Regions from separate parts of the Mus musculus genome. Here all the other regions are linked to region 1. A link is a contact called in public promoter capture Hi-C data. All regions are on one chromosome and are shown on one strand. Each heading gives the region's core, a stretch centred on a gene start, on an enhancer-like site or on the middle of the called end of the contact. The rest is flanking DNA. Distances are from core to core; before and after follow the strand shown.

What was found. Promoter capture Hi-C pulls out the DNA fragments that hold promoters and counts their contacts.
Region 2: a promoter capture Hi-C map of hippocampal neurons shows a contact between it and region 1, with 5 times the contacts expected there. The contact joins the promoter of Txndc11 here to the promoter of Mrtfb in region 1. A contact is called at or near these places in 2 of 39 promoter capture datasets (3T3-L1-derived adipocytes and hippocampal neurons) and 1 of 115 datasets of contacts at active chromatin or transcription factors (astrocytes).
Region 3: a promoter capture Hi-C map of pre-B cells shows a contact between it and region 1, with 4 times the contacts expected there. The contact joins the promoter of 2610020C07Rik here to the promoter of Mrtfb in region 1. A contact is called at or near these places in 4 of 39 promoter capture datasets (the 3T3-L1 cell line, cranial neural crest, embryonic stem cells and 1 more) and 1 of 115 datasets of contacts at active chromatin or transcription factors (astrocytes).
Region 4: a contact with region 1 is called in a promoter capture Hi-C map of pre-B cells, with 4 times the contacts expected there. The contact joins the promoter of Mcm4 here to the promoter of Mrtfb in region 1. A contact is called at or near these places in 1 of 39 promoter capture datasets (pre-B cells) and 1 of 115 datasets of contacts at active chromatin or transcription factors (astrocytes).
Region 5: a contact with region 1 is called in a promoter capture Hi-C map of pre-B cells, with 5 times the contacts expected there. The contact joins the promoter of Dexi here to the promoter of Mrtfb in region 1. A contact is called at or near these places in 4 of 39 promoter capture datasets (embryonic stem cells, liver and pre-B cells).
Region 6: a promoter capture Hi-C map of hippocampal neurons shows a contact between it and region 1, with 4 times the contacts expected there. The contact joins the promoter of Zc3h7a here to the promoter of Mrtfb in region 1. A contact is called at or near these places in 5 of 39 promoter capture datasets (the 3T3-L1 cell line, cranial neural crest, hippocampal neurons and 1 more).
Region 7: a contact with region 1 is called in a promoter capture Hi-C map of pre-B cells, with 4 times the contacts expected there. The contact joins the promoter of Nubp1 here to the promoter of Mrtfb in region 1.

Annotation. Positions count from the first base shown.
Region 1 is chr16:13,255,143-13,258,950 of GRCm38.p6, reverse strand. It overlaps Mrtfb (myocardin related transcription factor B), which reads right to left and starts at 2,470. Exons shown (of 17, transcript NM_001122667.2): 1 at 2,397-2,470.
Region 2 is chr16:11,132,902-11,136,655 of GRCm38.p6, reverse strand. It overlaps Txndc11 (thioredoxin domain containing 11), which reads left to right and starts at 2,124. Exons shown (of 12, transcript NM_029582.2): 1 at 2,124-2,388. The coding sequence starts at 2,147. It overlaps Zc3h7a (zinc finger CCCH type containing 7 A), which reads left to right. Exons shown (of 23, transcript NM_145931.3): 23 at 1-62.
Region 3 is chr16:11,201,903-11,205,799 of GRCm38.p6, reverse strand. It overlaps 2610020C07Rik (RIKEN cDNA 2610020C07 gene), which reads right to left and starts at 2,417. Exons shown (of 3, transcript NR_038156.1): 1 at 2,053-2,417. It overlaps Rsl1d1 (ribosomal L1 domain containing 1), which reads left to right and starts at 2,508. Exons shown (of 9, transcript NM_025546.2): 1 at 2,508-2,649; 2 at 3,343-3,482. The coding sequence starts at 2,545.
Region 4 is chr16:15,634,653-15,638,790 of GRCm38.p6, reverse strand. Mcm4 (minichromosome maintenance complex component 4) reads left to right here and starts at 1,391. Exons shown (of 16, transcript NM_008565.3): 1 at 1,391-1,680; 2 at 2,009-2,170; 3 at 2,442-2,605; 4 at 2,697-2,798; 5 at 3,466-3,561; 6 at 3,647-3,742. The coding sequence starts at 1,611. It overlaps Prkdc (protein kinase, DNA activated, catalytic polypeptide), which reads right to left and starts at 925. Exons shown (of 86, transcript NM_011159.2): 1 at 749-925. The coding sequence starts at 902.
Region 5 is chr16:10,540,131-10,544,326 of GRCm38.p6, reverse strand. Dexi (dexamethasone-induced transcript) reads left to right here and starts at 1,273. Exons shown (of 2, transcript NM_021428.4): 1 at 1,273-2,055. The coding sequence starts at 1,637. The coding sequence ends at 1,924.
Region 6 is chr16:11,173,969-11,178,190 of GRCm38.p6, reverse strand. It overlaps Zc3h7a (zinc finger CCCH type containing 7 A), which reads left to right and starts at 1,850. Exons shown (of 23, transcript NM_145931.3): 1 at 1,850-1,971. It overlaps 4930509G22Rik (RIKEN cDNA 4930509G22 gene), which reads right to left and starts at 15. Exons shown (of 4, transcript NR_151506.1): 1 at 1-15.
Region 7 is chr16:10,410,672-10,414,376 of GRCm38.p6, reverse strand. Nubp1 (nucleotide binding protein 1) reads right to left here and starts at 2,439. Exons shown (of 11, transcript NM_011955.2): 1 at 2,382-2,439; 2 at 2,203-2,307; 3 at 633-766. The coding sequence starts at 2,400.

The DNA.
Region 1 (3,808 bases), core at 1,221-3,720:
CCTAATGCAATAAAAATGAATTACTTTCACTTAGATGAATTGTTCAACTTTACAAGGGTTCATTGTATCTATGTCTAGACAACTTTAAATGTGGCATCCTATTTTCATAAGTCTTTACTTAGATGTTAATTTCCATAGTGCCTTTCTAAAGTAATAAGCAATACAGAATAAATGTTCTATAGCAAGAAGCAACTTATATTTAAAGAAAAAAAGGCAAAAATAAACTTTTTCAGATTTAAACAATTTGGAATTTACTGCTGTAGCTACAAATGGACTGAGCTGAACTTTTCTTGATTTTTTTTCCCCTTCCATGGAGAAGTTTCCAATGAAGACAAGCTTGTTTGTGAGCCAACCCCTAGAACTGCTTAGATAGGTAATTTTAGTTTTCACTTTTGAGCACATCTGTATTCTCCAAATGCACTACTATCCCTAAGTAGAAAAGGCTCCGGGGCTACACTGGTACTCAAGGACACTCCCAACAGCCCATCACCATCCTGGCTTCCAACTCCACTCTCACCTCATGCCAGTCAGCAGTTCAAGTGTGACCAACATTTCCAACAAGGATTCCCCCAAAAGAGAAACAACTGCAGATGAACAGGTACTAACCTGGCTCCTGAGAGCCAGAGATGATGATCCATGAAAGAGTCCCTAGCCAGAGGCTGTCTTTTTATGTATCAGACTCACAGAGAGAATTTTATTTTTACTTCCCAGTGAAAAGTGTGTATTAGATTCTGCTGTTATAATTAGCTAGATAGTGGAGCGTGTGCTTTATATAGTGGTTCTCAAGAGGGCAGAACTGTCCCCATAGCACATTGTTAGTTACTGAAGAGACTCCTAGACGGCAGCGGAAAGCATCTGCAGTGTTTCCAGCCCTGGACCGAGAGCCATCTAACACATGAGTGGTGGAGGTGATAATGAAGGCTACCCTGGCCCACTATAGATTAACATACTTTAGGATTCAATATTGAACCATGTGGCAAGTCATTCTCGAAAACACCCACCACCCTGCCCCAATTATGTAGTCCAACAAGGTGAAGGAAAGGGAACTGTGTGAACTTCCACAGCACATTACACCTGCATCTACTAGACACACATGGAGCATACTGCCAAGTGCAACAATTTCAATCTTCTATTTCCTTATTACTAACAATAAGCATGAGGGATTTTGTGTACTCCATTAAATGTAGAGAACTCGGGCTTTGTATTGGTTACAATGTAGCCTGGAATACAGCATCCCTGGAGGGCTGTATTATCTGAGCCTAACCAGAGACAGGCTGTGATTTATCTTGCACGCTGTCAGTCAGCCTACATTGTTTTTCTCATTAGCATCAATTACCCCAAGTAACACGGTTTTATCTCAGGTCCCAATCTTTGTTCCTGACTTTGAGACTCACTGTCCCACAAGTGCATGCGTACATACGTGAGTGTGTGTCTCCAAACATACTCACTAGCCGCAGGGTCCGTGATATTACGTCCTACCTAGCTGGGTGTCTGGGCTGCACTAACGCCATAGCACGTATTTCTTCTTCACATCTAAAGGAGAGCACTCTACTGACCTTGGATCACGTATAGGAAGATATAGTATGAACTTCGTGTCAGGGTGGCAAACATTTGCCACAGAACCAAAAGTTAGGAACTTCACAACCGCTCATCCTAAGAGTGCGATCTCAAGCTTCAGAAAAGAATCAAACTTTTCAAAGTTTCTTTGCCTGAGGCAAACCTTGAGCTATCCTCGTGGCCTGAGACCCTACACCCGCCGCACCCCTCGTCACTGTCACACCGCGTCTGCTCATACACAGGGCCAAAGGGTAGCTTCTGAACACTGAGAACTAGGCAAAGTTTCAGGGACAGAACAAAAGCGGTGGAAAACTTTCTCCCTGGAAACCCGGAACGCTGCGTGCGTGCAATTTCGGGAGGGCTTGCAGACACACCCTCTGCAGCCCCGCGGGGACCCCAGGGGAAGAGCCGCGAGCAGGGCTGGGGAGGAGGATGGAAGGTGAGTCCGGGGCGTGGGCCGTCCCCATCCCACCACGTCCCCGTCGAGTGGCTCCGGCCAAGGCGCTGCTGCACCTCACTGCAGTTCCAGCGTGGGAGCGCGCAAGCGAAGCGCCTGGTACCAACTCCAGGCTGCCCGGGAAGATCGGGCCGCGGCCGCACACAGGGGACCCCCGACGAGGGAAGCCCGGACCCGGTAGCCCCGAGACCGCGGCCGCCCCGCCCCGCCCCGCCCCGCGCGAGTCCCGGGACAGCGCGCACCCGGAGGCGCCGCAGCAACCTCGAGGGGCCACCGAGGACGCGGGCCTTCCGTCCGTCCCTCTCCCGGGGCCCGGCCTCGCCCTCCGCAGCTCTCCCCTGCCTCAGTCCCAACGGCCGCCTCGCACCCGCTCGCCGCTCACCTCCCCGGCCGCTGCCGCCGCCGCCGCCACCGCTGCCGCAGCTACCACCGGATCTCGCGAGACTTCGCTCCGCCCCCGTGCTTACCCTCCTCCCGTCTGAAGGCACGGAGCCCGTCCTGGAAGCTCCAGGTAGCGCCGAGCCGACTCCCGGAGGTTTACACCCTGCTTCCCTTCTCCCACCCGGCATCCGCCCTCGCCCCTGACCCGGAAAAGTTAAAACCCAGGTGCGAGGCCGCCCGCTCCCGCCGCGCTCTCACCTGGCTGCCCCGGGGCGCATGCGCAGCTGGGCTGCGGAGCTGGGAGCTCTTTGGTTGCTGCCTAAGCTCTGGCTGCTCCCAGTCAGATAGATGGTCAGTCAGTGCCGGCTACCCTAGCAAGCAAACAGCTCATGCTGCCTCACTAAGTGCATTCTTGCCGCCTCCCCATTCCAGAAGGAGGTTGCAGCGGACGAGCAGACCGGCCTGTGGAGTCGGTGCGTTTCTGATGCCACACCCGCACCTGTAGGAACCCCTCCTCTTGAGCCCTGCCTCACTCTCCACCCCTCTGTAGTTCTTCCGAGTGGAAGAAGTGACCCCAATAGGGGGTCTGTTGCAACCCATCTTAATGCAACTAGACAAGAGAACGCTTTTCACACTTTCTCCAACTCTGTAGAGCCCTAAAAGCAAAATATGTTCGAAAACAGTGGGAGAACCCAGGATAGAATGGTTCATGGACATAGAGCCAGGGCATTCGTGGAGTTAGGTCAGCTGTTCGGGGCCACAGGGGGTCGCATATCAGATTCTGTGTATCATTTACATTGATTCATAACAGCAAAATAACTTTATGGTTGGGGGATCACCACAACATGAGGAACTGTATTAAAGGGTCCCAGCATTAGGAAGGCTGAGAACCACTGCATTACGGTGTGACTTCTTCCCAAAAGAAAACTTAAGAGTAATTGCTTCTAAGGAAGAGAGGCTGGCATAGTGAGATGCACTAAAGTGGGTACCCATAACCTCGTGCCTTAGAGTTTTACTGCTGTAAACAGAAAATTGCCATGACCAAGGCAACTCTTATAAGGACATTTAATTGGGGCTGGCTTACGGGTTCAGAGGTTAAGTCCGTTATCATTAAGGCAGGAACATGGCAGCAACCAGGCAGATATGGTACAGAAAGAGTTGAGAGTTCTACAGCTTCATCTGAAGGCTGCTAGGAGAAGAATGGCTTCCAGGCAGCTAGGGTGAGAGCCTTAAAGCCCATGCCCACAGTGACACACCTACTCCAACAAGGCCACATCTTCTAATAGTGCCACTCCCTGGGCAGAGCATATACGAACCATCACACTTCCGAAGCCTGCAATAAAGAAAATACCCATATGGTCTTAGTAACACAGTATTTGAATTTGCATGACTCTAGGGCCTGGCACTGCCTTG
Region 2 (3,754 bases), core at 875-3,374, 2.1 Mb after region 1:
ATTGTGTAGTGTATGGACCAATATTGCTTGTAATAAAAGATCTTACATAGAGATGACTTTCATAGTTTTGGTGTGGTCCTTTCTCCTTCAGGAGTTATTGGAACTGGGTTTTAGAGAGGTTTTGTTTGCTTTTTGGTGTGTGGGGTGCTGGGGCTTAAGCCTAGCACCTTGTCTGTGTTAAGTGGACACTGTGCCTTTGAACATAGAAATAGCTATGAACAAGACACATAGAAAAGCTCGTCTCCCTGCAGCCCTGATAGCTTTCAGAGGCAGGGAGCAGCAAGGAGGGAGGAAAGCAGCAGGGCAGTGGTTGGTGGGCCAGGGTGCTCAGCATGCTGCCTGTGAGGCAGGGGCTCCACGAAGAACCAGTCTGTTAGTTGCCTGATCAGAATCACTTCCTCAGGACGAAGCTCAAGAGGTAGGATGCTGAGAAGCCTAGGAAAGAGTTTGGGCAAACTGCAGGTTGTTAAGGTGAGTAGTGTGTGGGGTGGGGGTGGGAGATGGGGGTCACCTCCAGGACTCTGGTGATAGTATGGAAAACTAATACTAACTGGCACATGTTAGGACTTGGTTATCTCCATTGGGTGGTTTTGTTAAAATAATCTTACAATTTTATGTGTACAACATTATAACCAGTGCCCATGGAGGTCCGATCCCCTAGCACTAGAGCTATAAACTTTTATGAGCCTCGTGTGGATGCTGGGAATTGAACACTGGTCTTCTAGAACAACCAGTGCTCTTTTAATCACTGAGCAATCTCTCCAGCCCCACATAGGAAACATTTGATCTAGATTATTTTGCCCTCCCTACCAACTTTACAAAAAGATTTTATTTTTAATTATATGTGTGTGTACCTTGGAGGACATCAGATTACCTGAAGTATGAGGTAGTTCACTACCTGTAATTTAGAACCAAACTTGGGTTTTCTGCAACAGCAGTATTCTTACTACTGAGCCTTGTCTCCAGCCCCAACCAAAACTTTATTTTGAAATAGGGCCTTGCTAAATTTCATAGTCTGGCCTTGAAAACTCTATGCAGTCCTGGTACAAGTGGTCCTCTGGTTTTCTCGAGTGGTTGGGACCACAGTTGTGTGCCACTAAGCCTGGTTTAAAAAATTATACACAACTCATATAAACCTAATTTTGGGAGGAAAAATGAAGATAATTCACCCTGTATCTTAGGCTGGCCTTGCATTCTTATTGCTTGGAGGCGTGAGGCAGACAATGTCCTGACTCCAATACTTTCCAAACTTTAATCACGTCTGCTATGTTTCTGTGGATTTGCCCATCAAGCATGGGTCATAGAAATGGGATTACACAATATACATCCATCCTTTTACTTAGAGCTGGGTTCTTTTGTTGAATGTAATTACCACTTATCAGTACTTGTCTCAAGGTTTCTACTGTTGTAATAAACACATGAACAAAAGCTACTTGGGGAGGGAAGGGTTTGTTTTGGTTACACTTTACCATCATTGAAGGAAGTCAAGGTAGAATCCTGCAAGCAGAAACTGAAGCAGAAGGCATGCAGCGTTATTACTACCCCATTACAGAGCAGCCCGGTCTCCGTTTTATTACTGTGTCCTCCAGTCCTTCTCGCCTCTGCACGAGGCCTCCCCGCCCCACTTTCTGAAAAGCAGAGATAACAAACTGCACCCATGTCCTGAAGGGTCTGTCAACAGTGTTGACGCACTAGCGACAATCTGAGCCCTAACAGTACCCGGAAGGGCCGACCAACGGAAGGACTCGCTAAGGAGACACCACCAACTAGCTTCCGGACGCGAGGATGTAGCGTCAGCGCAGTGAATGAAGGACAAGGTCTAGCTTGAGTGACTGCAAGCCTGCGCAGAGTCGCTACAAGAGAGGCGGGACCGGTGGAAGGCTGACGCGGCCGCGAGTGCTGCGAGCACCCGCGCAGACTCCATGGGCTCGAGGGCGTGGCCCCCAAAGGGCGTGGCTTCGCGGGAAGCCGGCATTCGCGCAGGCTCCGAGTCGGAGGGCGGGGCATCTCTGAAGTGTGGCTGACGTGGAGAGTCCGGGTTAGTGAGCGCCGCTGGCTGCGAGGTCCGGGAGTGACGTGCGGGGCCGGGTCCCCGGGCCCGAGGTGGCGGCAGCGACGGTATAAAGCCGGCCACGGGGAGCATGTAATGTCGGAATGCGGAGGCCGCGGCGGCGGCGGCGGGAACAACAGCGAGGACGCCGAGGACGAGGGTGGCGGCCCCAAGGGCTCAGGCTCCCTCAGCCCTGCCGGGGCGGCGGCGTCCTTGGAGGGCCGGATCCGCCGCGGCTTGCGCGGCGCCTCGCTTATGGCGCGCCAGCGGCCAGAGCTGCTGTGCGGGGCCGTGGCTCTCGGCTGCGCCCTGCTCTTCGCCCTCAAGTTCACTTGCAGGTGAGGCTGCCGGGACTCAGGCTCCGCGGCCAGAGCTATGCCACCCCGGCTGCGCGGGGCCAGCTCGGGGCCTCCGGGGTCGAGGGTTGTTTGTCTTCCTCGGGGAAGTCGAGCCTGACCTTGCCTGCGACCACAGGCTTGACCTTCCCGGCGGCCGCGGTCCCCCACTCTCCTAGTTCGGCGTGGAGGCGTTTCCAGGGTGCTGCTCTATATCAATTATGTACCGAGGGCGTTTGGCCCTGTTTCTGAGCTGCTTCTCACCTGTTGGGGTCTCTCGGGGTGCACATGTCAATTCTTGCTCAGGCTATAATGCTCAGTTTTAATTCATTCCATTTTCCTTAATGCTTGCAGTGTGATGATTCACAAGCCATTTAGGGGTCTTAGTCGCTTTTGGGAATCCAGGCAAGCCTTTGATATACTGACAGTGCACGTTTGTACTGAGCACCCGTTAATGCTGAAGACAAAAATCCCCGTTCCCTGGAGTTCTCATTGAAGTGATGATATACAATAAACAAACACTTCAGAGACCTTAATAAGTGCTATGCAGGGAATAGAAGGATGAGGTTGGGTAGGGCAGAAAGGGCCTTCATAGGAAAATGGCATTAGCCACTTACACAAGGAAAGGAAGGGGCAGAGGTGGAAGAGCTGGGGTAAGAGCTATTACAAAACAGTTAAGTGCAAAGATCTGGAGTCTGAGCAAGCTTGGTCTTTTTGTGAAACTTGGAAAAGGCCTGAGTAGGCTGGAGTTTAGGAAGAATGGAAGCTAATGTGCATCTTTTCAGAAAATTGTGTAGATAGATACAAAGTTTATATTTCAATTATACTCCTTGCCTCAGATCATCAGTATATCATTTGACATTGCAGTTTATAAAATCTGTTATCACTTGACATATCCTCTTGGCACTTCTGTCCAGAGGGAGATTTATGTGGGCACAGATTGAGTGTAATGAACACAATATGAGATCCCTGAGGTCAAGATGGGCCAAAAATTAGGAGTTTTAGGGGGAAGAGACTCGTTTTTTTAGTGTTTGCAATGTGTTAGGTGCTATGCTAAAGTGTTTAAAGCCAACTAAAAGTGTTTGTCACCACACCTGGCCTGGAGTTTGAATCTTGAGCAACTAGACTGGTACTGTCTTTATAAGGAAAATACAGAAAGTATTTTACAAGGTGGAATGTTGCAACCTGTCATTTGGATTCATATTAACAGTCCTTTTCCCACGTCAAGGAATTGATTTACTTCAGTTTGCCCAGCTGTGAAAACAGTGCTCAGTGTTTGATCTGAGACACGTGACTTGGTGGGTGACCTCTGAGAGAAGATTGAAGAGTTTAAATCAGTCTGAGGAGCTGTCAGGATGAGCTCCTCAAC
Region 3 (3,897 bases), core at 1,168-3,667, 2.1 Mb after region 1:
ATTCATGCTCAGGAATTTGTGGATTATCTAGGTTTCCATGTATCTCCAAGGCTTTATTTTGAAATGGTCTCATGTTGCTTAGACCGGCCTTAACCGTGCCAGGTGGCTAAGGCTTACGTTGAAATCCTTAATCCTATAATTCTGAGTGTTGGTGTTAGGGATGTGAGCCGCCAAGCCCACACTGCAGACTATTATTCATCAAACTGAGGGATGAAGAGAAAAGACTTACAAATAACTCTCTTTGTCTTAGAAGTATTCAATACTGAGAAAGGAAATACAAGGGCAAGCTGAGGGCATCATATGAGATCATGGTAAAAATGGTGAATGGGAGGTACAAAAGTTCAAATATTAATTATACAGTTGAATATGTGAGTGGGAGGGCTATAAATTTCTATCAAATACCTATTGATAGAGAACGGCAGCTAAAATTAGCAAAGGCTTATTTGTGTTTTATGAGAAAGCTAGGAGCAGCACAGCTAAAGGGCTCTGACTTGGAGTCTCTCTTGTGTCTACAAAGAAGGCTTTCCTTCCACCTTCATGCATGTGGTTACTAGCTGGCTGCCCACGTAGTCTCACAGCATAGCATCTGGCTTCCCTCTCTCTAGGGAGGGCCACCTTACAAATGAGTGAATGAGAGGGAGTTGTAAAGACAAAAATTACACGCCTAACAGTAATCATAAGTCTAATTTCAGAAATGACACTGAGATGAGAGTATTGTTCTGTAGCCCAGAATGTAAGTGAAGTTTGGTAACTAGGCCCCCTGTCAGTTTTAAAAGCCTATTTCTTCAATTTTGCAATTCTTTGGCTCTAGACACTTACTGTTTCCAATCGCCTCAAGGATCTATCATCTGAATTCATGGAATTTCCTTGGCTCAAAAGTCTGGTGCTTGGGGCTGGAGAGATGGTGTCAAGAGTACTGCTTGCTCTTCCAGAAGACTACAGTTTGATTCTCAGCATTCGCACGGTGGTTTCCAACCATCTGTAATTCTAGTTCTAAGAGGATCTACACTAGCACTTCCCACATGTGGTGTACAGATACACAGGCAAGTAAAACATATACATAAAATAAAAAAGCCCTACTCCCAGCACTGGGAGGCAGAGGCAGGCAGATTCCTGTGAGCTAAAGGTCAGCCTGGCCTACAAAGTGAGATCCAGGGCAGCCAGGGCTGTTACACAGAGAAACCCTGTCTCGAAAAACCAAAAACGTCTGGTTCTCAAACTTGAATACAGGCAAGAGAACACCTAAGACCACCAATGCTCTTTGGAGTGTGTTAGCCTGCATACCTCAAGCCCAGTGTAGCAAGTCACTGCAATATGTTAAAAGTCCATCTTATACTAGATTCTAAATAGCCAAGTAGAAGCAGGTGCCAAGGACTTGTATTCTACAAGTTAAATTAGGACAAGGTCCTCCCTCAACAGACACTAGCAGAGCATGGTCCCTTCACAGGAGCACTTTTGGAAGACATCTGACAATGGAGAGCATTTTATTCCCACACAGCTAGCTGAACCTGTCACTATCCTTAACATTCACATAAAAATTTCTAAATAAATTATGTAACTGTGCCGGTACAAGGTGGGGGCAGGGGACTCGCTCACTCTTGTAAATCTAGCATCTGAGACGTAGAGGAGGAGGCTCACTCGGGTAACCCTGGGTGATATAGGAAGAGTTTGACTTAAGTGGGGGCGTATTGGTGGATGCTTTTAATCCTAGCACTCTGAAACCTGAAGCAGGAGGATCTCAGTGAGTTCGAGGTCAGACCTGTCTATATAGAGTTCCAGAATAGCCAGAATTGCCATAATAGAGACCCTGTCTCAATAATAGAGACCCTGTCTCAATAATACTCTGTCTCAATAGAGGCTCTGTCTCGAACTAATCGAAAATAAAAACTGGTGGTACTATTGAGAGCTCCCTGAACTGACTGAGAACAACCTCGAATACGGGGTATTGGGCACGGTCACCACAGTGGGCATGCTTGGCAACTACTCATAGGACGTTCTGGCGTATTCTCTCCTACACTAAAGTTATCCCTTCACACTCACGCAAGGTCTTACCTGGGCCGAAGCTCCTGAGAGACCGACTCATTTTTTCGTTTCTCGCGCAGCATCCCGCGCCTAGCGTTGGCAGTTTCTCTTTATTTCCTGGGAATACCACCAATTTGGGGAAACCGACGCCTGAAGCCAGAAAGGAATGGAGGAGCCACGGCTTCCCGCTCTGCAGAAGACAGCACGGGATTGAAGAGAGGGCTTTAGTCTCTCCTTAGGGCGCTCGCTCGGTGTCCTCCGGAAGGAGCGACAGGGTTTTTCAGGCCTGCAGCCTTAGAAAGAGTCGGAGGCAAAGGAGATGCTGCCGCTAGAATAACTCTGGGCACAGTCTACGACCGCAACACCATCTACCCAAGAGGGCGGGCCCAACATCTAATTTCGCGCCTCGCCGGAAATGACGTGATACCCCTCCCCCTCGCAGTGTTACTGACTGCTTTCCGGTTCCGGGCCTCCGGGCTGCGCATGAGCTCTGACTTCTACAGGCCTTCCACACGAGGCGACATGAAGGGCTCTGCGTCCGAATCTCCCAGTGCCTCGGTCGCTGAGGCGACCACCACCGACGTGCAAGTGACCCCGACCGCTCTTTTACAGCTGGACAGAGAGCAGGCGAGTGGCTTTTGGGGACGACGATTCGGGAAGCAGGGTGGTTAGGACCCGCGTTCGGCGCAGGGTGTGGGGCGAGAGGCTGGAAATGAAGTGGGCCCGCGACCGCGTGGGCTCTCCGGAGCTCGAGGCTGGCCTCTGGGAACGCACCCAGCGGGCTCGCTCTTCTCACACTTCTGGCCTGTTTGCCTCCTGTGGAAAGCGGGCTTCTGCGCTCGGTTCTGCAGCATCACAGGTCATGTGTCCGTGCACAAAGTGTTGGTAGCAGGGCCAACGCGCCTTTCCTGACCGCTTCCTTTCTCATAGAGGGCAGGAGAAGCTTCCGAATAGTCCTCTTACGTAGAAAGGACAACCTGTAAACAGATTTTGGAAGCAAGTCCTTAGATGTTTTAGACGGGTTCTTACATTGCAATGGGTACAAATTGTAATATCCCGATACGCTGATGAAATTTGCCCAATAGAAAGAGGAGCGCCAGGCTTTGTGGCGCACGCCTTTAATCCCAGCACACGGGAGACAGGCGAATCTTTTGAATTCGACGCCAGCCTGGACTAAGTATTCCAGGTTGGCCAGAGCTATATAGGAAAACCCTCTCTTGAAACGCCCCCCGCCCCCCAAAGGAGCAAAGGAAGCAGATATGTCTGTGTGGGAGCAATTAACATAGATTGAGAAAATTAACTTATTCTCTGTCTCTGCAGATTAGAAAGGCAGTGGAAGTAATATCTAATCGCTCAAAGTCCAAAAAAAACAATAATGAATTGCTGTTGAGTGGGAGCGAAAATTTATTTTTAATGGTGATATTATGGAAAATTCCAGAGAAAGAACTTCGGGTCAAAGTGTAAGTAATTATTTATCTCTTGAGAGTTGTTTGGTTGGATTTTTTTGTTTTTTGGCTGTTTTTTTTTTTTAACATTTATTTATTTTATGTATGTGAGTATACTGTTGCTGTCTTCAAACACACCAGAAGAGGGCATCAGACCTCATTACAGATGGTTGTGAGCCACCATGTGGTTGCTAGGAATTGAACACAGGATCTCTGGAAGGGCAGTCAGTGCTCTTAACCGCTGAGCCATCTCTCCAGCCGCCCACCCCCTTTAATTTTTAAAACTCAGAGTGTGAGTGTAAGAATGTGGGCCACATGTGTCCAGTGCTTGCAGAAGCCAAAAGAGGATGTCAGACCACCTAGACTGCAGAGATAAGAGGTTGTGAGCAGCCCAGTGTTGGTACAGGTGACAGAAATCAGATCTCCTGGG
Region 4 (4,138 bases), core at 142-2,641, 2.4 Mb before region 1:
CAAACCTATGACATCACATAGGCGACAGCAAGGCCAGCAGACCTGTTGCCAAGACATCAGGCACCATATTCCCAGAATATCCACTTGGCTCACCTCCCACCTTTACCTGTGTTGTCATTTTCCATATAAATAAAGGGAATGTCCCTCCCTCTCTCACTCTCTCTCTCTCTGCGCCTTCTCTTTCTGCCACCCCCTCCAAACCTCTTACACGTGGAACTGTTTTTGGCCCAGTGTGCTGTGTTCAGATTCGAGCCTCTATTTTAACACATCAATTACTAAATGGTTAAAAAGAGCAAGGCACGTGTGGTACCTCACATCTATAACCCCAGTATTTGAAGGCTTGTTCTACATACATAGTAAATTCCAGACTATCTTGGGCTATAGCCCAAGATAGGAAATACCTAACCTAAAAAATAAAAATGTCTACAGAATTGCATGACTTTCATTAATTTTTGCAATTATTCTGAAAACATGGTGCAACGAAAAAAGGATTTTTGTCAAGGTCCTATTGAGTTCAAGCGAGTTTATTCTGGAAGAAAATACTTCCATCTTGCACTCTCATCCAACTTTGGATAAAAATGACTACCAAACTTGGTGGTCATTTTCCAACACCTGTTTTAAAGCATCTTCCTCAGATACTAGGAAGAGAGCAGTATACACATCTACCAATTCCATAAACTTTACGGGACGTTGACTACACGCACCACGGAGAGAAACGCTGAGCCCTGCGTCTAGGGACCTTACCCACCCTGCACTGCAGAGCTAGTGCTCAGCACGCACTCCTGCCCCAGACTACGAATCAGCTGGTAACTGGCCCCGGCAGCACTGCAGCGGTCTGCTGCGGACAGGAACTCCTGCAGCTGCAGTAGCCAACACCGTACGCCGGTTCCCTCCTCCGCCATCACGCCGGCACCGCTTCGCGCATGCGCGTCTCAGCACTCTAGCCAGCTCTTCCCTGAAGGCCCAGCCGGAACTGCTCCCTTATACTCTCGCGGGGGTGGGGGGGTGAAGACGCGCACCGGCCTGCAGATCTGTAGCGTTTAACATGTACACATCGGAATGCAAAGGGACAGAACCAGTCTAACCATGCGGAGATATCACAGATTGGTGTTTGCACTCGGGACAACGCAAATGTAAACACACAAGGGAGTTGTGCCGGCCCCGGGTTTCCCGCCAAAACGCAATCCCGCTGCAGGCTGGCCCATCCAAGGCGAGGGGCGTGCAAGTGAATCTAGGCTGTAATTCCTAGGTAGCGGTCGAGAACTCCCCCTCCGGCTTGCAGTGGCGCCTTCCGGAGGCGGAGCTACACGCCTTTGCCGCTGTGATTGGCCGGAAACCTTTTCTCAGAGTTCACTTACGGCGCTTTCCGGAGGCGGAGCTACGCGCGCTTGCCTCTTTGATTGGCCAGGCGTCTTCGGTCGCTGTGACGACAGAGCGGCTGGCGGGAATCGCTTCACCCTGCGGGCCCAGGAACGTTCTCCTGGGTGGCGCAGAACCCTGACTCGCCGTTTTGTGCGCGTTTGCAACTAACCCGGATCCGAGGTACGAGAGGTCCCGGAGCGGGACAACTGAGAGCCAGATTTCTTTTGTCGCGCAGCAACCACAGCACCATGTCGTCCCCGGCATCCACCCCGAGCCGCCGCAGCAGCCGACGCGGACGAGTCACCCCAACCCAGTCCCGTGAGTTCCCTCCTTCATCTGCCCCCTTTCCGCCTCGTGTCTCTTCCCGCAGCACTGTGGAAAGTCCTGAGTCCTTCGAGCCTGGTGTGTGGTTGACAGGCCTTGAGCATATAGTAGCCTCTGTCACCCACATACTGGGCTCTCGTCTCCAGGCAGTCTGGCGTGGTCAGTTCAGTTGACCCACCTTTTCCTACACCTTGTCCCTCTGTTCCAGTTTGAGGGTTTTGGGGGGGGGGTGTTCTTGTTTAAGTAATATGACTACCCTAAGGCACTTCCTGGAAGACTAAGCTTGAGCGTTGATCGTCTTTTTTGTTTTGTATGACGGAAGTTCGAAGTGAGGAAAGCAGGTCGTCACCCAATCGGAGACGTAGAGGCGAAGATTCTTCCACCGGAGAGCTACTGCCAATGCCCACCTCACCAGGAGCCGACCTGCAGAGCCCACCTGCACAGAATGCCTTGTTTTCCAGCCCTCCTCAGATGCATTCTTTAGGTGGGTCAGCCGTCGGTTTTGCTGGTTTACCAGTTGCTATTATTCTGTGTGTACTGATAGATTCTTCACTGAAACACCTGAGGAGAGAAGCAGAGTTGGTACATTTTAGGACCTAGTGAGCAAAGAAAGCATACTTTATAGTAGAACTACAATTGGGGTATGAAAGATTGCAGTAAAGTATTCTGTTTAAATTGTCAAACAGCATTCCGGAATTGGGATTTGATGTGCTTATGGGGATTTCATGGTAAAGCTAAATATCTTGTCTTTATAGCTATTCCTTTGGACTTTGATGTTAGTTCACCATTGACATATGGCACTCCCAGCTCGCGAGTGGAAGGAACCCCAAGAAGTGGGGTGAGAGGCACACCTGTAAGGCAGAGGCCAGATCTGGGCTCAGCACGAAAGGGTTTGCAGGTGGATCTGCAGTCTGATGGCGTGAGTACAAAGCAGATCTCTGATGGTGTTACCTTGAGAGCATAAAGTAGGTCATCCCATTAACATGTTTCTATCCTCGCTTTCTCAATAGGCAGCAGCAGAAGACATCGTACCAAGTGAACAGTCTCTAGGCCAAAAGCTTGTGATTTGGGGAACAGATGTGAATGTGGCAACATGTAAAGAGAATTTTCAGGTAAGCTTATGTACACTAAAACTCAGTCTGAGACTTCGGGTGAAAGTATAACCTATGTGTGAATAGCCATGGTGCATAATAGCAGGTTGTTAGTGGTCTAGATTTTATTCCAGAAAAGGGATATGCCATGCGGAAAATGGTGATATACTTTTTTTTTCCTTAGTTCTTGGTATTTCAAGATGGTTTTTCTATGTTCCCCTGGCTATCCTGGAGCTGGATCTGTTAACCAGTCTTTCCTGGAGCTCACACACGCATATGCCTTCTGAGTGTGATTAAAAGTGCATGCCACCACGAGCAGCTAGGTAGTAAATGCTTACAGCAAGTCCAAGGCCAGCCTGTGCTTCTTAATGGGATCCCTGTCTCAAACCCAAAACAGAGAAATTATTTTTGTGTACAGATAGCTATATACTCATAAAAAATTTGTCACATATTTATTGCTGGGGGCAGGGGTACCTGCCCTTCACAGCTTTTATTTGGAGGTTTCAGGCCAGTTTGTAGGGGCTGGTTCTTCCCGCTGTGAGGGTTATGGAAATCAACTCAGGTTGTCAGGCTTCCAGCCAAGCATCCTTAGTTACTGACCATCTTGCTGGTCTCATTGTTTTGCATTTTAATAATAGTTACATATTCCTAAGTTCATTAATGCTTAGTATTGTTTCTCTACATCTAGAGATTCCTTCAGTGTTTTACTGATCCTCTGGCCAAAGAAGAAGAAAATGTTGGCATAGATATTACTCAACCTTTGTACATGCAACAACTTGGAGAGGTAATCAAATATGATTTACAAGTGAAAGTTTTGGTTTTTGAGATAATATAATTAGTAAAATACGACTTGTCCATATGTCTTACAGATTAATATTACAGGAGAGCCATTTTTAAATGTGAACTGCGAACACATAAAATCATTTAGCAAAAATCTGTATAGACAGCTCATCTCCTACCCACAGGTGAGAAGTTGACTTTGAGCTTCCAGATCATAGTAAAGGTTCCTGGAAAGGAGAATTTTACATTTGGGTAAAAGGCTGCTTGCTAAGGTTGACTATTTTCTAAAACTGTCAACTGCAGTTAAAATGAATATGTTTTATATTTGCTAACGAGTAGTATTTCTTAAAAATAATGAGTTTTATTAGTGGTTTCTTGGGTATCATGAAGTAAATTATCTTTTTTGGGTTGGGGATGGGGTGTTAATTGGGAGCTGGTGAGGCAGGGTAGTGTTCAGGAGCAGTTTTGTAGTTGAAGAGAACCTTGAACTCCTGATTCTGTGGAGCCCAGAAGAGGGTTTCTGACCCCTGGAGCTAGAGTTAAGGGGTTTACGAGCCACCTGATAAAAGCGCTGAGACCTG
Region 5 (4,196 bases), core at 24-2,523, 2.7 Mb after region 1:
ACCCTCTCATTTATTCATTTCTACATCTCATAGCTATTTAACCCCTGTGACAGCCCATTGACTGTCCTAGGAAAAGAGTTGAGTCAGGGACCAATGTTCTCTCCAGGGCCCAGGACAAGATTTGCACATAGCACGTTTTTAGATGAATATTGATAGAGTGAATGGTTTGCATTGCTTCCAAGAATTAGAGAGATGTAGACTGGCATCAGGCTAATGGTTTCCCATGTAAAAGTCATGAAAGAACAAGAACATGTCTGACCTCCAAAGGAAATGACAGAGACTCAGCAGCTTCGAGAATCCATTTCTCTGGAATTTGTTTTCCTCATCTGTGAAAAGGGAATATACTACATTGCCTTGTCCAGCTCCTATAAACCTAAGTGTGACTTAGATTAAAGGCCTTTGTAAGAATTGAGGATAGACCTTAATCCCAGAACTCAGGAGACAGAGGCAGTGGAACTCTACATGTTCTGGGACAGCCTGGTCTATAGCCAATTTCAGGGCACCCAGAGGCTTCATGGTGAGACCCTGGGTTTTCAGGGTTTGGGTTTTGTTGTTGTTGTTGTTGTTGTTGTTGTTGTTGTTGTTTTCAAAAACAGATGTAGAGCTACATCTCGTCTATATCTTGCACACACAGACCTTGGTTTTGATCCCTCGCAAACTCATCCTCCTGACGAAGCACAAAGGTGGTCTGTAAACCGAAGAATCTGAGCAGATATATACTTAGCATTATTGGTTGGTTGGTTGGTTGGTTTTAAACATGGACTGCAAAATAATAGAAACAATAAGCAGCCTTATTGGCAGAAGATTTGACCTGCTTGTGGTACTTTCCATCCGGGTGTCATGGAACCCTATAATGCCTCTGTCAAAGGCACTCAGTAATTGATTTTTTTTTCTTACTATACCGTGAAAAAGAAAACAACAAAAGCGCTTTGGGGATATCTAAGATTTTCAGTGGAATTACCGGCATTCCTTTTCCACCCGGCATCATTTTAAAGGGGGTAAACTAAGTTCCAAAAAGGTGACGCTCCATACCTAAGTTCGAGATGCAGTCTAAGGAGTGCCAACTGCAGAAGAGCAACTTAGAGACTGGAGCACCTCCCATGGGGCGGAGCAAATGAGTACCCGCCCCCGGACAGCTCAAGCCAATAAACGTGGAGCACTGAGCTAGCCAATAAATACGGGCGAGCATGCGACTGGCCAATGAATGAAGAGCCTCTGGGTAGGCGGTGCTGGGAAGCCCAGAGCGACTTGGCGGCTGCAGCGATGGGCAGTGAGCCTGCGGGGGCGCCGAAGGTGCCTGAGGAACGCCTCGGGGAGACAGCAGCGGCCTCAACTCTGAGCTGCGGCGGGGGCGCGCGAGCGCAGCGTACAAAGCGAGTCGCTGGCCACTTCTAGGGGGGTGGCCCTGAGGGGCGAGCGGCCCGTGTGGCCCGATCCCGGGGCTCCGTGACCCGGCCCTGAGCATCTCGGGGTGTCAAGGAGCGTCTTCGGAGGCCGCCCGGGGCCCAGCGCTGCCGCCACCGAGCCCCGGGGCGCCCCCTGGATGGCTGAGCTGCCCCCTCGCCGGCCGCCCGGGCGCCGCAGCGGCTGAGGTCGCTGGGATCGCCCGGCCGCCGCCCCCATCGCCGGCCCCTGCATGCCCGGCGCCCGGGTCGCAGCCCACCTGGACGCTCTGGGCCCCCTGGTCTCCTACGTGCAGCCACCGCTGCTGCCCTCTATGTTCTACGTGGGCCTGTTCTTCGTCAATGTGCTGATCCTTTACTACGCCTTCCTTATGGAATACATCGTTCTCAATGTGGGCCTCGTCTTCCTGCCCGAGGACTTGGACCAGGCGCTGGTGGACCTCGGCGTACTTTCAGACCCTGGCTCTGGCCTTTACGATGCCGACTCAGAGCTTGACGTCTTCGATGGATATTTGGAATAATGTCGTGATTACTGTTCCCCACTTGCCTTCCACCATCCGCAACTCTTGGCCTGGACCAGCCGCCCGTACCATGCCGCTGCCACTGGTTGGGGGCACCATCTGGACAGGGATGGGACCCCAGGAAGAGGCCCGTAAGTGCCCTTGAGATGGGGGTGTATTTCGGGGAGAGAGAAGGTAGTGTCCTCAGGGCAGACTAACCTCCTTCCTCTAAGCCTCTGATTTCTCTGGCCACCTCCTCTGGATCTAACTCAGATGCTAGGAATAGTAGTGTTTGAAGAGATTTCCCCCAAAGAAATGAACATTTGGAGTAATCATGCAGTTTACCCCATGGCTTGGGTAAAAGCTTTGTACCCAAAACCTTTTGAGGTGGAGCTGTCAGCTCCTCCCCCAAGTCTTAGCCTGTCTTGTTGGTGACCTTGGGGTTTGGGGGGATGCTTACTTGTCCTGAAAGCATAGACTGGTGTCAAAAGAGGCACTGGTCACTTTTGTTCTGCGGCCTCTTGAGGGACCAGTTAAACTGAGGGGCTTCAGGCCAAGCCTGGGAGAATGGAAACCTTCAGCAAACAACACTGCCGCACTTCCTTTTGGCAGTGTTTCTGCTGCTGTATTTGGAGTCAGGTTTCAGAGATCCTGGGTTGTTGGTACTGCAGCTCAGAACCGCAGAGGCTGTCAGTTTCTTAGGCTGCCGCTCTGGGACAGGTAGGCAGTTCTGAGCTGGTGCTGGCTTTGTCTGCAGTATTTGCAAGGCCTCTCAGCACCCTAGGGTCAGCAGAAGGAACCACGGGGTGGTCGTACTGAAGACGTGCCTTTGGGCTTCTGCCAAGAAGTTTTGTTATATGTTAGAAAAGATAAAGTGAATCCAAGACTGGCTGAAGTCTCCCAACAAGGGAAAGGGAACAGCTGGCCTGTATGAGAGAACGTTTGTGCCAGGCAAGCTGTTGGGTCCGTTGAGGTGTCACGGGGCGGGCCTAGCCCTATAGCTGGGGAATGCTGGGGTTTGGCAGGTCATAGAGCCCAAGTGGCAATGAGGAGGCACGTGGAGCTGGTGGGTGGGGGCTCCTTTTAGATAACAGATACTGATGTCACCCCAAGGAAGCATTCACGCCTCCTCTCCCGTGTTACCTGATTGCCAACATTGCCATAAGTGGGTGTCTTAGATTGGGGTACTGTGCCAGAAAACCATGGCTCAAACAACAAGCATTTCATCCTCATAGTTTTCTAAAGGGCACTAATCCCACTAGAGGGCTCCACCCTTGTGACCTAATCACCCCTAACACCATCACTGCAGGAACAGGCTTTCAACAGTGGAATTGGGGACACATCGTCTGTCTGTTGTGGAAATAATGCATGGTAAGAGGGAAATTCTTGGGAACAAGGCGTGATATCTTTGAAGGAGTCTTTAGTAAGTCTAGTGGTATCCACACAGGTGCCAAGTTCGAGGCAGGGCATGCACCAGCTCTTCACGTTCCTGCCAGCCCGACATCCACTCTTTCATTGAACAGATACCTATTTGTTGAGTTCTCGGTGAGCAAAGGCAGATGGAACCTGGCATGCAGGCCTTCCAGGAGGAACACACGTGGGTACCTAGAAACCTAGTGAGGAATGGGAAGTTTAGAGGCTGTATTGATGCGTTCGCTACTGTTTGTCCAGCAACCGGCCTCTGGCAGATGGTCTGTACGAAATGACCATGAGAGGAGAATAGGCACAGGCTGCTCTAACTAGAGAGTGGGAGAAGGTCTCTCTGAAGGGATGGCAGATATGAGCTGAGGCCAGAATTGATAGAAGGAGCCAGACAGATACCTCTGGAGCAAAGCAGTCTGGGTTGAGGGATTTGTCAGTACCCATACCTCGGGCTGGGAAAGGCATGGCTCATTCAGCAGCCGAAGGGAGGCTGGAGATAGGACTTGGAAAAGAGGTCAGTGGCGGACCATAGATGACATAGCCAAAAGCAGTTAGCATCCAGTGATGGTCCCAGGCAGGGCATGACACAGTCCAGCTCATGTTCTGTCAGATGACTGGCAGCCGTGAACAGAATGGGCTAAATAAAAGGGTAGGAGGAGGGAGGCCAGTGAGGATGTTGTTAGTTGTCTAGCCAGAGGTGACAGGTGACTGGACAAGGCCACACTGGGAACACCTAACAGAGATAGAATCCCTGGGACCCATTCAGAACCTGTGTAGAGACCACAGACCAGTCCTGCTTCTAAGCCTTCTGAATGTTCTCACGTAGTCATACAACAAGCACTGTCCCTCCTTCTTCTCACAGCGTCTAGGT
Region 6 (4,222 bases), core at 601-3,100, 2.1 Mb after region 1:
GTACAGCACCCAGGTAAGAGGCCGGGGACTTCCCCACTAGTATAGAAGACAAAGAAGCAGAGACCCTTACAACACACAGTATTCTTCAAGGCTAGAGAAGGTTCATCCATGCTCAGCCCTTCTTTTCCTTTGCTCCCTACAGTACATATAATGATGGGTTCCCAGATATATCTACTCTCTATCACCAGCAACTTGTGATTATTGCTACCTTGCCTGGAAAATCACTGGGAATCTCCAGGTGGGATCCAGGACCTCCTTGTTTCAAATGCAATCACCAGGGCCCTTTGAGGGACAACTGAAAGCAAAGACCCAGAGAAGGTGTGGCAAGGAGACCTCATTTAGAGGAAAATACTGGCTCTGGAGATGACAGGCATGACCTACGAGTCCAGGAGGCCTCTAGGAGCTAAAAAGAGGCAAGAGCTCAACACTAGTTTCCAGAAGGGACAAGCCTCGTCAGCACCTGGACATCACCAGTGAAACACCTGCTGCAGACTCTGGTCCTTTAGAACTCTTAAGTTTATGTTGTTTCAAGGCAACAAAAATGTAGGCCATTGGTACAGGAACAACAGGAAGTCCATACATTCTCATCAAGTTTCACTTTGTACTGGCCCAGTACTGACGACTTCCTGAGCTTACAGTAGCACTCTGGGTCCAGACAGAGTGCATCTCAGTGTCTTCCTTCTAATGTAAACTTTTCCCTCTGTCCCCAGTGGTCCTGGACCTGGGTATTTCTTGCTTCATAGCCAAAGAAGACCTGGAACTCCTATCCCCCCCCCCCCACCCCCATGTACTGCTATGACAAGGGTACCCCACCATATCCAGTTTATTTGGTGCTGGAAATCAAACTCAAGGCTAGGCAAGCACTTTGACAACTAAGTTACATCCTCAACCCCTTTCACTTTTCTGCTTGTCCTTTCTATATATCCGCCCAACGGCATGAAGAAACTTTCTAAAACTGCAAATTAGACCTTGTAATTTCCATCTCAGACACTGAATTCCAAATTTCATGCAGTGGCTCATCCTCTTTGAGCTTTCTACACACACACTTTGTCTTCCCTGTCCCTCAGCAACTTAGGCTCAGGATCTTTCCCACTGCCTGGAAGCACTCTCCCTTCTACTGCCCTGACTTGGAGCACTTTTCACATCTCCAGTCGCAGGGACTCAGCCTTACATTGTTCTGTCTGGGGTAATGTACACCTGACCACTGAAACACCGGTGAATACAGCGACATATAAGTTGAGATGAAGGCCAGGGAGAACAAGAGCTTGTGTTGGCTCTGAGATCCGTCCCTACATTCATTTGCAAAAATACCGCATTTTGTTTTCAAGATGATAAAAACAGTGACTGCGAGTAGGATAGGGAATTGAGGACAAGTTCCGAAGTGACGCTCCGGCGTCCGAATGAGTTTAGGTCACCTCCCTGTTCAACGCGGGTCCCTATGCCTGTCATTCATTTGAAAGGACACGACTGTATGGCTGTTTTCAGGGTGACGGTAACAGTATCGGAATGCAAAGCAGGACGCTCAGGATAAGTTACTGCAGAGAACAGATTCCGAAGGAAGTGACACCCTGGTGCCCAGATGAATCTAGGTCTCCTTCCAGTCCTACTTTGGTATCCAAGCGGTGTGGGAGAGGGCGATGATGCTGGGCTCAAGAGCTTGCGGTCTCTCACCCCCTTCCGTGTGGCCGCCCAGGGTTCCGCCTATCGCCGCCGCTTCCGCAGCCCCGAGGCCCCGACGTGGCGCCTCCAACCCCGGGCTGACACTGGCAACGCAGCCAATGGTAGCGTTTGCGGGGCGGCGCGCGAGGCCTCCCGCCGCCAGAGGGCGCCGCCCCGAGCGTCGCGGGCTGGCAGCTGCGGTGGGTCGCCCAGGGAAGCTGCGAGACTGTGAGAGCTCTTGAGCCGGTGAACGCACATCCCGCTGTCGCCTCCGCACTCCGCGCCCCTCGGCTCCTGGGTGCCGCCCCGCAGGTGAGGGAAGGGGACGCGCGGGCGTCGCGGGCAGGGTCGCGCTCTTCCAATCGCGTGCGTGCGCCGCGTCGCTTCGTGAGCACGCGCGGCCGTTAACGGACTTCAGGCGGGGGAGGGGCGCGGACCCCCGAACCGGCTGCACGGGCTCCTCGGGAGTCGTAATCCGGGCACGCGCGGCGGCCCCTGCCACCTGGACTGCCTGGCCGACATCCACGCACTAGCTTTTGGTGGTTTAGCATTTCGTTATTCCTGGGTGCTGGGTGATCGCGGGGCGTCCGTGTTAGTAAGTGTCTCGGTTTGGGGACGCTCGCGACGCCAGCTGAGTGCGCGCTCGCCGGTGTCGGGTTCGCCCCTTGCGGGTGTTATGCGCGGCCCACCCCGCGTATGGGTGGCGACTGGCTTCCGGTGTTCGGCCGGGGTTCGGAGACTGTACGAGGGTTCTCGGTTTTCCTTTCCCCACCCTTAAAGAATGGAGACCTGTCAGTTCCCATTAGCGGGAATTTCCGGTTAGGGGTAGTCAGCGCAGGGGTGTGGTCAGGTTGGAAGGTCCTAGCTGGGCCCAAGGGGTGGTGCCTGCGCTCTGACTGGGTGAATTTATTCCGGGGTTGGGCGTTTTTTGGGTCCCCAGATGTTAAGGGATCAAAGAGGGTCATAGTGTTAGGTATTTAAGACCAAGAGGGTCTGGTGTAGACCTGCGCTGTCCGATGGTAATGTGGCCACTGGTAAAGTGGGGTGGTCGAGCACTGGAATGTGGCAAGAATTGAGATTCACTTTTGGTTTCAATTTGTTTGTTTGTTTGTATGTTTGTTTCGAGACAGAATTTCTCTGTTTAGCCTTGGCTGCCCTGGAACTTACTTTGTAGACCAGGCTGGACTTGAGCTTAGAGATCTGCTTTCCCCTACCTCCCGAATGCTGTGATTTAAAAGCCGTGCCACCACCGCCCCACTCCGGTTTCAGTTTTAAAGTCTGATTTGAAAGATTTCGTTTGGGAGGAAGAAAAAGAACGAAAAAGATCTCCTTGGTAAACTCCTATGCTTAAATCAGCCAGTGTTTAGCAAGCAGTGTGTTATATACTTGAGGTGATACCTGTTGTGGCTACGTTAGAATTAAAACAATCTGTCCAGTTTCTTTTTACTATTTTAGTATGGCCACTTCGTAATTTAAAATGGCACGTACCGCCGGTATCGTATTTCGATTGGACAATGCTCTACTGGACTGGGGGAGGGGCTGGGCGCTCTTGCCATCTGCTCTTTTCCTGCTTCTTTTGGAAGTAGCTGCTTTTCATGGAGGTCTTGAAGGAATCCAAGGCTCTCTTCACCTCCGTTGAAATGATGAGCAGAGCTGCACTGTGTGTGCGTGAGTGTATGTGTGGGTGTGGACTTGGTGTTGGTGTGGTGTTCTTCATCTTTGGACTAAATCAAGTGCATGGACAGTTTTCTCTATTGAAAAATTTCCCCTTTCTGCTCTGTTAGACCAGCAGGGTGCGCTACAGATGTGAATAAGGTTGAGTTATTGAGGTTGAAAATGTCAGTATTTGGAGTGGGGTATTATGCAAAGAACAGGTTGATCAGTGTCCTCAAGATGTACCAAAACACCCCTTCCCAGCTGTGTTCCTGTGACTTTTGGTTGGGGGTTATATTCTATATGCCTACAGGCTCTTGTCTTGTGGTTCCAAGATCTATTAGTAACAATGTTCATTTGCCAGCTGTAAGGTTTTACAGTTGTCAATATTGACTGATTTTTGAAACTGATTTGGGTGTATTCAATCCATTTGTAAATGACTGGTTGATAGTCAACTATAGAAATAGTTTGAGTAGCTAGTTAAGAAGGAGATAGAAATCAAAAACATCTTTAGACAGAATACCTCGGGAGGAAAGTTGCTTTCTAGATAATACCTTTGTGTGCTTTGTCTCAGCAAACCCACATTTTCTCCATGATCTTCAAGTGAAATGTGTTTACAGTGCCGGGTGTCAGCTGCGTGCTGTGGCCTCGGCCACTTAGAGTGAAATGGCAGGGTGCCTTGGAGCCCTGGAGTTCCCCAGCCTGGGCAGCGGTGAGGTCTCACCTCAAACAGCAAACAACAAAACAATTGGAACAAACTTCTGAGATATATAAAAATGAAGAAAAAGTGATTGGTGAGCGCTAGTTCTCCCTCCCTTCCTACACACACACACTCACACACACACACTCTTTTTGTTTTTTTGTTTTTTTTGTTTGTTTGTTTTGTTTTTGAAACACACAAACTAGGGTC
Region 7 (3,705 bases), core at 1,190-3,689, 2.8 Mb after region 1:
ACCACACCTTTCCTAAAGCTGGAACCCAGAGCACAGAACTGGGAATCTGAGTAAGTCTGTCTGTTATGAGGCAGGGTCTCACTTTGTAGCCATGGCTAGCCTTGAATGTAAAAGCTTCCTGCTCTGAAATGCTGAGATTACAAGCTTGTGTCACATGGCCTGGTGAGGGAATTCCAATTTCATGCTTGTCTGTACTCTAGAGATGAAGGAGCTAGCACAAGGGTCAATTCTGTAAGAGGCAAGCAGAAAATGTCTTCCGCTTTATGCACAAAACCAATAATAATGTATAGGTGCTTTTCTGACTAGAGAAGTGACCATGTGAATATGTAAATAGCACTCGTAGCTCACAGGAGATGGATCAAGGTACAGCTGCAGGGTTAGGACTTCCAGATACAGAAAGAGCTTTATGAGGGGCAGATGTAAAAGGCCCTGTGTTACATGACCGCCAGAATGTGCCGAGGTACACCGCCACCTTGGTCAGAATGCTCAGGGAGATGCCTCGCCTCAGCCAGGGGCTAGGCAGGGTCCAGACAGTCAGAGAGGCTGCTTTCCTGGTCTAAGAATCACCCTCTAAAGCCATCAGCAGCCCCTTTGACACACGGAGCAGCTCCCAGCTTAGCCCAGGCTCCCACCTGTGTATCTCCATCCTCCGCTAGGCCGTGGGCGAGGTGTGCACTGAACGTGCTTTTCCCAACGCCGCCTTTCCCAGACAGCACCAAGAGCTTGTGTCTCACCGTCTTCATCTTCTCTCTGATTTCCTCCACGGCTGCAGAGAAGTAGAGGAGGTGATGATGACCCCGCCTCAGTCCTACCCGTCCCTCTTCCAAAGTGCTCTTTAAGCTGTTTCTAAGGCTCTTTGTGAGATACCACTTCAGCAAACTAAAAATAAATGCTAGGAAGAAAATACGGTCACTACCAACCTGAAAAGATTGTCTTATTTATGCAGTAGCACATGCCCTCCGAGGAGAGAGTGGGGTGTTCAAAGCCCAGCTCCTCAACAGAACCCAGGAGGCATCTGCTAACATCTGCAGAAATTCTCTGGATGCCACAGGAGGGACTACTACTGGCATCTCGGATGATGGATGCTAAGTGTCTTAAGCACAGGTTAGGCCCAGTACAAGGGATGATCAACTCCAATGTCCCCAGGGCTGCAGATGGGAAACTCACAGGCTCTCAGAAGCAACCATCCCAGCAACGTACTGGGTTTCCAATGTCACGTCTTGTTTCAAATCTTTACAGACTACACTGTGGGGAGACTGGTCTTCACCATGAGGGCATTCTTGCTCAAGATCAGTTTTCAGGAGACTCAACAACCAAACCCAGCCTCTCTCTGAAAAGCCTTCCTTCCAGCTAGGCTTTCAGTCCTCCTCGCCCTGGAGATGGCCCCTCACAGTGCTGATCCCTGGTGAGTTTAACGTGCCTGCTCCTGCTTCCTCCCCACTTTGCTCTCAGTCCCCCATCTGTCTCTCCACTGAGATAATGAACATTCATGTCTGCTGAAAGATAGACTCCTTAACAGGAGGGTCCTTCTCTCTGCCACAGAGAGAGCAGAGCCTCTGTGACCTGTGATGGACATGTGCCAGGACTCAGGCCTGAAAGATCTCAGTATTTTTCCATTCTCCTCTCTGTGCTTGGCCTTGTGGATACTGAGGTAGCGGTTATTACTTAAGCCCTGTACCTGCCCGACATCACTTTTATCTATTCTATCCTTCTTTGAGGTCCTATTTACTGATTTTTTTTTTTTTTTTAATAAAGACAGGGTCTCATCTAAGCCCGGGGTTAGCCTCTTAAATGCTGAGATTACAAACATGTGCCAACACACTCGACCTAATGTTCGTTCGTTCATTCATTCATTCATTCACTGATTCATTCATTCACTCATACAGGGTCTCATCCTGTAGTCCAGGCTGGCTTTTAACTTGTAGCCATCCTCCTGCTTCTGCCCCTCAAGTTCCGGGGGAACAAGCCTGTGCCGCCAAGCTTATTTTAATGCCCCCTTCGGTTCCCTGTCTACCGCAGATCAGACTAAACCTCCATTTCCATCACTGTTTTTCCGCTATTTGATTTTTAAAACCTCCCTCTCGCTCAAGCTCCGCCTTCTACGCCCTCCCCCCAACCAATTAGAATACTGCCCACTAGCCGCTGCCATTCACCCTCAAGTCCCGCCCCTTCCACTTCCTGATCTGCCCGCCGCTTCCTCACCGGGATCCGGAGCAGCGCCGGCTCCGGATGCGCACAGCCTCTGGTTGGGGCATCCCTGGCACGAGGCTCCTCGGCCGGCCTGGGCGCTGTCGGCCCCGGGGCAGCCTGCGGGAAGACGAAGGCACAGTCAGAGTGGTTCGGTCCCAGCGGGACCACCCACACGTCCTGCGATAGCTCACCGTGGGGCGCCTCCTCCATGCTGCCGCTCTTGCCCGGGCTGCGCTCGCCGGAACCTCAGGGGCGTGTTTCCGCCTCGCAGGTCCAATCTGACCCCCCGGCCGCGGGAACTGTCTCGCCAGACCAGGACTGCGCACGCGCAAAACCGTGTGTGCAGTGGGTGGGATTCCTATGCCTCTTCCCGCTAAAACAGGGCGAGACTCAGAAATATATGATACCTGAGCAAATGAAGTGGCTCTAACGATTAAAGATTCTGTTGAGCCAGCCTGTATCCAAATCCCAGAACTCATAGGGAAAGCGAGGATGGACTCTTACACATAATGCAGGTTTTTGATTCTGTTTTTGTTTTTGTTGTTGTTTTGTTTTTTTAAGTATGGTTTTTGTCGCCAACGAACGTTATTCTCCGTGGCCTCAGTGTTGATGCAGTACTACTAATAAAAGTACAATCAATGTCAATATTTACTCAGTTTCAAATAATCTGCCCTACCCTAGATTCTGTTACAGGCTGGGATTGTGGCTCAATTGGTAGAGTGCTTGATCTATCATGCATGAGGTCCTATATTTAGTCCCCAGCACTGAAACAATACAGATCCAACAAAACACTTTGTCCGTCCCTCTCTATTTCTTCTCTGTTCTCCTCTCCTCTCTTCTGCTCAAGCTGATCTTGAATTAATGATTTTCTTGCCATGTTTGGCTAAGAGGGGAGACTTTATAAAGGGGTGTAGCTCAGTGGTAGAGTACCTGTCCAGCAAGTGAAAAGCCATAAATTCAATCGCCAGCAGTGTAAGTTCTCATTTGATCCTCCTGCCTCCGTCTTTCAGTTGCTGGGATTACAATGTGCACCACCAGCATTCCTGGGCTGACACCCCCGCCCTCTTAAAATTGCTGTGCTATTTAGAAAAATACTTTGTTTTGTGTTTTGTTGCTTCCCCTCAGATCTGTTCAGTGAAACCTCTTCAAACCCACTCCTGTGCCCCCACTGGGAGCTTTCCCTAGCTTTCTCTCACTTCTGCAGGTCCCCACTGTCCTTGCTGCTACCATTTCTCCTGTATGTGTCTGTGAGTGTTTAGACAAATGGCCTGTCTGTGTCTGTGGAGCAGTGTTTAGACTCCATGAAGACATCCTGTCCATGGTCACAGCCATGGGAGCTTGGCTGCATGCAACTTTGGCACAAGATGGTGGTGGTTGTTACTGTTTTCATTGAACGATTCTAAATATTTTTCATTTATTTTTGAGATTATAATTACATCATTTCTCCCTTCATTTTCCTTCCCCCAAACCTTACCACCTCTCCTTGCTGTTTATCAAATTCATGGACTTTTTTTT